2 separate regions of the Rattus norvegicus genome follow, and region 2 is linked to region 1. Evidence: chromatin contacts called from public Hi-C data. All regions are on one chromosome and are shown on one strand. The core of a region is the stretch at or near the end of the contact, and the rest is flanking DNA. Distances in the headings are between cores, read along the strand shown. Region 1 overlaps Syne3 (spectrin repeat containing, nuclear envelope family member 3). Region 2 holds the start of Glrx5 (glutaredoxin 5).

Evidence for each region. Hi-C and Micro-C count contacts between places; a contact is called where the count stands out from the background.
Region 2: a Hi-C map of hepatocytes shows a contact between it and region 1, with 2.9 times the contacts expected there. The contact joins the promoter of Glrx5 here to the enhancer-like site in region 1. A contact is called at or near these places in 11 of 12 Hi-C or Micro-C datasets (the A7r5 cell line, the Rat2 cell line, Schwann cells and 6 more) and 1 of 1 datasets of contacts at active chromatin or transcription factors (oligodendrocytes).

Annotation. Positions count from the first base shown.
Region 1 is chr6:129,655,501-129,660,035 of GRCr8, forward strand. It overlaps Syne3 (spectrin repeat containing, nuclear envelope family member 3), which reads right to left. Exons shown (of 18, transcript NM_001106762.2): 16 at 1,989-2,138; 17 at 959-997. Among named protein-coding and RNA genes, the nearest start is that of Syne3, 72 kb to the right of the region's middle. Within about 2 kb of position 1,256, at least 14 of the 93 cell types and tissues checked have an H3K27ac peak or open chromatin away from gene starts, as enhancers often do. A contact at or near this core is called in the A7r5 cell line, Schwann cells and hepatocytes, where this site is marked.
Region 2 is chr6:129,751,079-129,755,626 of GRCr8, forward strand. Glrx5 (glutaredoxin 5) reads left to right here and starts at 2,116. Exons shown (of 2, transcript NM_001108722.1): 1 at 2,116-2,429. The coding sequence starts at 2,147. It overlaps LOC134479255 (a long non-coding RNA gene), which reads right to left and starts at 1,752. Exons shown (of 2, transcript XR_010052351.1): 1 at 1,377-1,752; 2 at 56-237. It also overlaps Scarna13.

The DNA of each region.
Region 1 (4,535 bases), core at 6-2,505:
CCACAGGCTTCTGGTTTGGACAGCTGGGTTCCTAGCTGACTGTCCCTATTAGGGGAGGTTGCAGAGACCTTGGGAGTTGGGGCCAGCTGGCTGAAACATATGCCTGGTCTCACTGTTCAATTTCCTCCTTCTCCCTCTTCCACCCCTCCCCCTTCACCTCCCCATTCCCCAGCCTTTCCCTCTCCCTTCATAGTTGGTCAGGAAGTGAGTGGGCAGCCCTTCTCTGCCACAGGCTCCCAAAGTTCTGACATACTGCCCAAGCACATGAGTCCGTAAGACCATGGCTGCATTCTCTGAAACATGAGCCCAAGCAAACCCTTTCTCACGTCTTTTTTTCCTGTTGGATTTGGTCACAGCACCGGAAAGGGAACTGAGACCACTAAGCCCTAGTCCTGGCACACAGAGCCTAGACTGTGTCATCTTGTATAACACCCAGTATCGCTCTAGTGCTGCCACCTAGAGGGCAGGAACTGGTACTGCTCCCATTTTTGCTGTGACCAGCGTGGGAAGAGCCTGCCTGGCAGAGAAAAGGACTCCACCACCCTTTTGAATGTGTCCCCTGGGACCAAAGAGGCCACACGATCTATTTGCCCAGGATAGTCCAGGCTCCTGGGTCAGTCCTGGTTTACACCAGCTGTCGCAGGTGTAATCAGAGCAGCATCCAGTCCTTTTCCTGAGTGTCCCCAGGGTCTGGATGACAAATCCAGGGTCCCTCCTCAATCTCATGTCAAGGTTAAGTCATCTACACACACTTCAATCCCTCCCTGAGCCTGGGGCTTCCTGAGAACACACTCCTCGGGGCCCAACCCATTACAGCCCAAAGCTGGTTCTCCATCCATGCTCTCCCGCTCTCGCGGAATGTTCTAGAAAACCCAGACACCCTGCGCAAGAGTCACGGGCCTCCAGCCTTGCACATTCTCTGCCCTCTAGCTGTGTGGAACAGATGGCAGACACATACCTTCTGGAATGCAGTCAGCTCCCCTGGAGAACTCTCCGTCTGTTATTTTAGGGAAGGGGGAAGAAACGGGGTAAAAAAAATCAGCTAGGCGCGTAAAACTTAAAGCCCAGCAGAACCCGTAACAGAATATTCATTTTGTCAGGGGAGTATTTCGCTCAAATCGCCGGTCATCTGGACAGCCTGCACCAGCAGGGGATCCCATTTAATGAGCTTTTTAACACACTTCAGGGCCAGGTGGCACTGTCTGGATGGCCTTGGCCCGAGCTGGGGATGTGGTCTATATGGCCTGGGCTGAGCTGACACCTAGTGGCCAACCTGGCAGTTGCGGAATTAAAAAACTGCCTGGCTTGCAGAAAGCTATGGCTTCTGGGTTCTGAGACCTGGAAGTTGGGGTCTGGAGGCCATCCTACCTACTCCTTCCTGGGCCTAGGACACTTAACTTCTTTGTCACGCTTTTGTCACCAGTTTGGAGGGAAGGATGCCCCTTTGTGTAGGCGAGTTAAGTGGCCGTATTGTTTAACCAAGGGCTATCATTACCATAAGTAATGGTTTGCCTAAGAGACAGGAAGTCCAGGAGACAAAAGGGTCAAAGGTCAAGGCTAGGGGAAGAGAGGAGCCGAGTCTCAGGACTCATCCCTATGGCAACATCAGACCCCAGTGAAGGGCTCTGTGGCCCTTCTAGCATTGGCATTGGGGTTGGGGCTCAGCTATTCCCGCCGGAGTCAGCTCTACAACCAAATGCGGAAATGACCTAAAACTAACATGGTGAGAGGGAGACATCTTTATGTACTGAGGAGGAGTCACTGCCCTTAGTCCCAGGACTCCAGCTTCTCCGGGAGGTCAGATGGACATATAATATTACACGCTAAGAGCCTGAGACCCAAGAGTGTCCCCTCTCTTCCTTTAAGCAGCCACATTGGCCTGACATATGGATACACAGGAACAAACATGGGTAGATGGACTCTGTCTCCCCAAGACATGGGTGCCCCCTGGGACCCCAGCCTCTCCCCTACCCCCGACCAACACCCACCAGCAGGTCGCCGGAGCCCTTGAGCTTGGACTTGTAGAGCATCCACCGGTATCGCAGATCTTCCAGCTCATTGGAGGGGTCCCTTGCTGGTCTGTGACGAAGCAGGTTCTCAAAGAGGATCTGTCCTTCTGGGATCCGAGCCTCCAGCTCCTGAGAGAGAAGACGGCAGCATCATGCCACAGCTGCCCAGTGACTCACGAACCCCACCCGGCTGGGAAGAATGAGCCAATCAAGTGCCATCCGAGGCATGCTGGGAAAAGTAGACTGGACCAGTAACATGAGACGCTCATCCATGCAAGTTTTTTTAAAAAGGGTTTTTTAGGGATGGAAAGACAGCTCAATGCTTACAAGTTACGGCTGCTCTTGCAGAGAACCTGAGTTCAATTCTCAGTACCCAAATGTTGGCTTGTAACTATCTCTAACTTTAGTCCCAAGGAATCTGATGCCCTCCTTCTGGTCTCCAAGGGCACCAGGCACACATGTGGCACACAAGGGCACAGACATACAAGCAGATAAAAATGTTCTTGTTAAAAATTGGTCCTATGGGGGCTGGGGATTTAGCTCAGTGGTAGAGCGCTTACCTAGGAAGCGCAAGGCCCTGGGTTCGGTCCCCAGCTCCGAAAAAAAGAACCAAAAAAAAAAATTGGTCCTATGTATATTTATTTTATCTGCATGGGCATTTGCCTGCCTGGATCCATGTGCATCCTGAGTGTGCCTGGTGTCTACAGAGATCAGGAGAGAGAATCAGATCCCTCGGAGCTGGAGTTATGCTTTTTCTGAGCCACCACATGGATGCCAGGAAGTAAACCCAGGTCCTCTCCAAGAGCAGCAACTGTTCTCGACTACAGAGCCTTGCATCCAGAATGTCAGAGAACGCCCAGCATACGGAATAGCAATGAGGTCCATTGACCACAGTTGTTACTCTCAACACTGACAAGCTGGGACCACGAGAAGTTGGTCACGGCGATCATCACGATGAAATGATCACCGAGAGGTGACACTGCTGGCATTTGAGACTGCCAGAGTTGATGCTCAGTCGGGTAAGCCTTTTCTAAGTAGACCATAGGGCGGCACTTCCTCTTCCGGGAGTTCTGAGAGATGCTGTGGTATGGGTGGATGAGGGGTCTACAGGCTGGAGCCTGGGCTTCAATCCCAGCTTTGGGCTCTAGCTAAGCTACTCAGCACCCACCACAGTGTGGGATGGGACCAGAAGTCATTGTTGATGTGACTGGAGTAGTGGGTGGGGAGGAGGGTGGAGAGACACTCATGCAGCTCCCTCTGTGGGCTAAGCCTTGCACTGAGAACACAGGGCAACATTTAAAGCCAGCAATGGATTCACAAAAACAGGGACAGCTAGTAAGGACAAGACCGAGGAAGGCGGTGGGAACAGCTCCATGGCAGAGCACTTGCCTAGCACGTTGGATGGAGGCCCTGGGTTCAATCCCAAGCCAAGTCAAAGCACCACAGAAGCCCTGGACATGGACGAGGCCTGAGAAGGGAGGCCTCTGTCCAGACCTCCTGTTGCTTAGGACTTTTGCCAACCTAGGGGGAAATTACATCAGCTCTGAAGCTTCCGAAGCCTCCCAAAGATAAGGCGAAGAAAGACGAAACCTGGGCCTGGTAGAGGCAGGGGCCTATTCTCTTTGTAATGAGATGCCCACAGAATTGTTCTCGGAGTAAGTGAATCCAGGCCTTGAGTGTACTCATAGCTTAGTTGGAGTTTGTGGCCCTTGAACGTGGACTCAGCGGTCCCAGAATCATAAAGCCCCCATTTTTTTTGACAATAGCAAACAAAATCATCTCTGTTGGAAGAGATTATCCTAAGTCCCAAATTAGTCTTAATATATATTTTGTTCAGGACAAAAAGCAGCCACATGACAATATGCGACCCCAAGAATGAAAAGCAAAAATATATAACAGAAATACCCGGGCTGGAGAGATGGCTCAGTGGTTAAGAGCACTGATTGCTCTTCCAGAGGTCCTGAGTTCAATTCCCAGCACCCACATGGTGGCTCACAACCATCTGTAATGAGATCTGATGCCCTCTCCTGGTGTGTCTGAAGACAGCTACAGTGTACTTATATGTAATAAATAAATAAATCTTAAAAAAAAAGAAATACCCCTAGAAACCTGGAGATAGCATAATTATTTGTCAATGCAATTACGGTAGATTACAGTCCAAAGAATTAAAAAACAAGCTTAAACATTTCATCAAGGATGTGACTAAAGCCAAAAATGTCACCAACCAGACCAACTGGAACCGAGTAGAACTTTTAAAACTGGTCGTTACAACAACCAGCGTTAAGACCTTAACAGACACACATAACCTCGAATAAGACGCAGCTAGTAAGAGAACTAGCAAATGGAAATGAGTCAGAAAAAAATATTCAGAATTCAACATTCCGAGTCAAAGGTGAAAGATACACAAACAAAGTAAAAGAAACACAGTGTGTGGGGGATGTAGATTTCAATGACAGTTGAGAAAGGGAGGAAAAGGTATCAAGGCAAAGTTAATATTTTAAGAGAGACTGTCGGGTACTTTTTCCA
Region 2 (4,548 bases), core at 866-3,365, 96 kb after region 1:
TTTATTTATTTAAAACTACTTACAGCGATGTAAGAATGAAAACCAGACACACGGCTTCCTTTATTTATTTATTTATTTATTTATTTATTTATTTATTTAAAACTACTTACAGCAATGTAAGAATGAATAAAAGCTCCCGGATGCTGGGGTGACTTAACCCACACAGGTGTCTGACTTTTGGAGCAGCTATTTTTACCTCTGCTTTTCTTGCAAACATCTTTGTACGGTGTCTGGAATCTGTGAAAGAACAAGGTTTTAGTTTGGGGCTTGCCATCAGAAAAGGAACAGGACTCAACACAACGACAAGGAATCCGCTAGGCGGTTCCCATCTGTCTTCAGTTTCCCCGTGGCTCGGGTTTCCAGCGGAGCCTCGACCTAGCGGGCTCCACGGGTCATGTGTGTACACTCTCTGATTTTTACATTCACTCCCCAGGTGCAAACGGGCCACTTCCAGCAACACCGTTAGTAACTCGAGGTCTTGTAGCAGCACTTAGTGTCCAACAGAAACCGCTCCGTCTGCTAAACAATATCTTGACTGCAAAGCTTCTCTGACTGTTGGTGGATCGACAATGACACGGCACAGTCATTATCACCGTGGCAACAGTACCCAGGATTTATCAGAGGAAAATTGCACATGGAACCGCTGGCTCTCGAGCAGGCATGCCTCAGCTTCCTCTGGAGTATGCTTTTTCTGCAAGTCTGGTGTGCTCGAGGGTACCACCAACCCAGCGCAGGTCCAAGACTACAGATTAGATAGAGGGCCACTGAGTCCTGCTGGCCAGGATCTGGATCCCCGTGCTACCAGTGTGAGCACCGACCATGTCTGGGGCTCTGTTCTAAGGGGAAGTACATGCCAAGCAATATATAAAATGGAGAGGGCAAAGCAAACAACTAGCCTGCTTATTCTTCTGCACCGTCCCCAGATGTGCAAGCGCTCTACCCATGGGCGATCATCACTGACAGAACACTCTCTTTTATTACTGTCTGTATGCATGGGGGTGGAACTCAGACGTCGCTTACACTCGGAAAGCGACCTACTACTGACCTATATCCTCATACTTTCTGTTTCTCCTCTTTAAAAGATCTTGCTGTATGGCCCAGGTTTATTTAGAAATCTTGAGTTCAACAGATCCTCTTATCTCAGCCTCTTAGTAGGCAAGGAACTTTGCAGACAACGGTCACAGGGTTCAGCAACCTCCAATTTCTTAGTTCTTTCAATAAACGGTCCTGACCCCAGCAACAGGGGGTTATGTGGGCAGAAGGGTCACCGAGACCCCAAAGACAGCCGTCCCACAGCTAGAGTACTTTACACGTTTGTAGGATAAGAACATCATTCTAGAGGCCAGGGAGATGGCTCAGAGTGTCAAGGGACTTACCCTGCACCCCAGAGTTCCATCACTGGATCCTTTATAATAGGCGGAAGTAGGGATCTGACCACACAAAGTTGTCTTCTGACTTCTATTCACACGCTGTGGCAGGTGTATGCACATAGATCATACATACACAATAATGATATTTTTATGCTAAAAGATCATTCTAGAGGAAGACTCCACGTGAGGCAGCAGCACACGGCTTGGCTGTCCACGTGCATGGCGGGTTCGAGGCTGGTCAGTATACGCCAAGTTGGCGGCTCACCTCAGCTAGTGATGCGTGAAGGCCCACCACCTCTCTGGCGCACGCCTTCGCAGGACTATCGGACCGCATTACCTTAAAAATCAGTCGCCGCAAACGGAACCGGAAACTGCGTCTGACGTGATTCCTTCCCGGCGTGCCGCGGGCGGCAGAAGCCCCGCCTTGCGCCTGCCCTGTCATCCTGGCTTTTCCCTGCAGGCCTCGAACGCACGCTGGAGGAAAGCCGTCTTCCTGTAGTCACACCTCTTGCTGTCCTTTACTGACGGACGTCCAGTTTGTCCAATCAACACGCAAAGTGGTCGTCCAGGCTCACTAGCAAGCCTGTAGGATGCGGCTCCCAGGGAAGGCCCACCGTTACGGTGTAAGCGATATGATTGGTGGAATTGAGCCAGTATTGTCCAATCACGAGACTCATCCCAGAGCCTATCCAATGAGAACTTCCAGTGGGCCGGCCGGACACCAAGGGCTCTGTAAGCCCTCGGGTGGCCGCAGAAGCGGTGATCAGCGAGCGGGCATGAGCGCGTCCCTGAGCCGGGCGGCCGCGGCTCTGCTCCGCTGGGGGCGCGGCGCGGGTGGCGGAGTCCTGCCCCGAGCCGGCGTGCGGGCAGCAAGCTCGGGCGGCCAGGCGGAGCAGCTGGACGCGCTGGTGAAGAAGGACAAGGTGGTGGTGTTCCTCAAGGGGACGCCCGAGCAGCCCCAGTGCGGCTTCAGCAACGCCGTGGTACAGATCCTGCGGCTGCACGGAGTCCGCGACTATGCGGCCTACAACGTGCTGGAGGACCCGGAGCTGAGGCAAGGTCAGGCCCGTGGGACCTGGCGACGAGGGCGCGGTGAACTTGAGCAGATCTCGAGGAGTAAGGGCCCTCCCTAGTTGCGAAGCCACCTGGGCGGAGGGAGGGTTCGCCTCGGCCCCTCTCGGGGAGAGATGTTCCTGGCTGCATAGGTGTGGGGTAGTCCGAAGCGTGATCCGTCAGAACAGGTAGATTGGGGACTGGCTGTCTGAGAGGGGGACTCACAGCGAGTACCTTGGGGACACTTGGAGGGCTTGGAAGCCAGCAGCCTACTTGCTAGGTGAGGGACTGATGCCGCCTATGTAGGGAGGAGGTCTCAGGCTTGCCTGTGTGTGCCTAACGAGGTCAGAGGCTGACCTCTAATGTTTAAGGCACCGAGGGTCAGGGACTGTCTTCTTGCCGCAGAGGTTTCACCATAGTCTAGCTGGACTCAACGTTGGGAAAGACACGGACTTTGGTTTTTAGGGACTGTAGCACCAAAGAACCCTGTGTGAACATGGTAGAGACACAGCGGGAAGAGAAAGCCACTAAGACTTCTGACCCCCGAACTGCAGCAAGGTTGGGGGCCAAAGGGCAGAGAGCAGAACAGCCAAACCTGTTGCTTTTCACTAACCCCAAGGCAAAGAGACTGAGTCCTGAAGTCTAGTTGAAATCCTTTCTCTCAGTCTTTTGCTTACTCTGAGCAGGGGAAGAGAAAGGCCAGGGATTTGGTCCTGATCCTTGGCAAGAATTGGTCAGGGTGGGCCGAGTAATGAAAAAGCTGCCCTCTCCCCTCTCCCTGCTCCTCCTTCAGTGGTATCTGGGGAACCCCGCATTCTAGAAATCCCCCCAGTCTTCTTACTGACCTGGTGCTCTGGTTTGGTCACTGCTGAAAGGAGCCTTTTCTATGAGAATGGAGTATGCAGCGTTTGAAATTACTAATTATAGCTATTCATCGTGGTATGGTCATTCTTCTTGAGGCTGGGGCTGTGGAGATCAGGTTTGCTTTGGAATGGTCTGTGATTGGTCTGCAGCACAGCCATAAGTAAAATGAAGAATTATGACCCTGAACCTGGCAGAGTCCGTGAGGAAACGAGAGACGATAAAAACTATAGCTGGGCATAGAAACTCACTTCTGTAGCCCCAGTTCTCTGCAGGCAGAGGCAGGGGGATCACCAGTTCAAAGCCAGACTGCACTGCATTGTGGGAATTCCTCCTTTCCCTTCCATACTGTATATAATGCCATCCTCTCTGGCCCGAGAGGCACCCACTAAGTGGCAGCAACTTTATTATTAAACCTGACGGCTTTCCATGGTGTTTCGTGGCTGACCCCACATTAGTTCCCTGGGATGGTTTTGATGGGCGTGGCTCTGGGGTGAAGCAGAGAAAGAGCAACTGAACGAGTGCTACCAGGGATGATGGCCAGACGTGCCTTGTGCTCTGAACCCCGTGTTTTCCTCCTCAGCTAACATTTGGCTGCTTGTGAGGCTCTGGGGTTATCTGGCCCAGGGCACGTTGTGGCTTTGGGTCAGAGGTGGCTCCTTGCAGGGGGGAGATAAGCAGCTACTCTGCAGCCTCGGAGCTAGGACCTACCTACCTGCGGTCACCCCGCCAGTGTGGCTCTTAGCAGACGCTACACTGTGGATATCTTGCTTAATATGAGGTCTGAGGAGCTTTGGCTTAGGATTTATGTTCCCCTGTTTAGTGTAACTGGAGGGAAGATACACCGGGGACAACCAATCTGAGAACGAGTATCAGGACCTGCTCTGTCGTCCACCTCACGTGCCTGGTCTCTCACCATTAGGTGCTCAGATGACACAAGAATTTAGCTCTTTTTTGTTGTTGTTGTTGATATTTGTTGTTGTTGTTGTTACTCAATTTTATTTATTATTTTTCTTCTTTTTTAGACAGGCTAGCCAAGCTCGCCTAGAACTCACTGTGAAGATTAGGCTGGCCCAGAACTTGCATTGTTCCTCCTATTGCTCAAGTGCTGGTGCCGGAGAGCCATTGTGCCCAGCTTCAAGCCTTCATTTCACTGGCTTGTTAGTTTTGTTAGTGTGTTCTCCAAATAATTAAACATGAGCCTCCTGTAGCTTAGAAAAATGAAGGTTAGTGGAAGGGCTGACATTCAGACTGATGAGAGTGT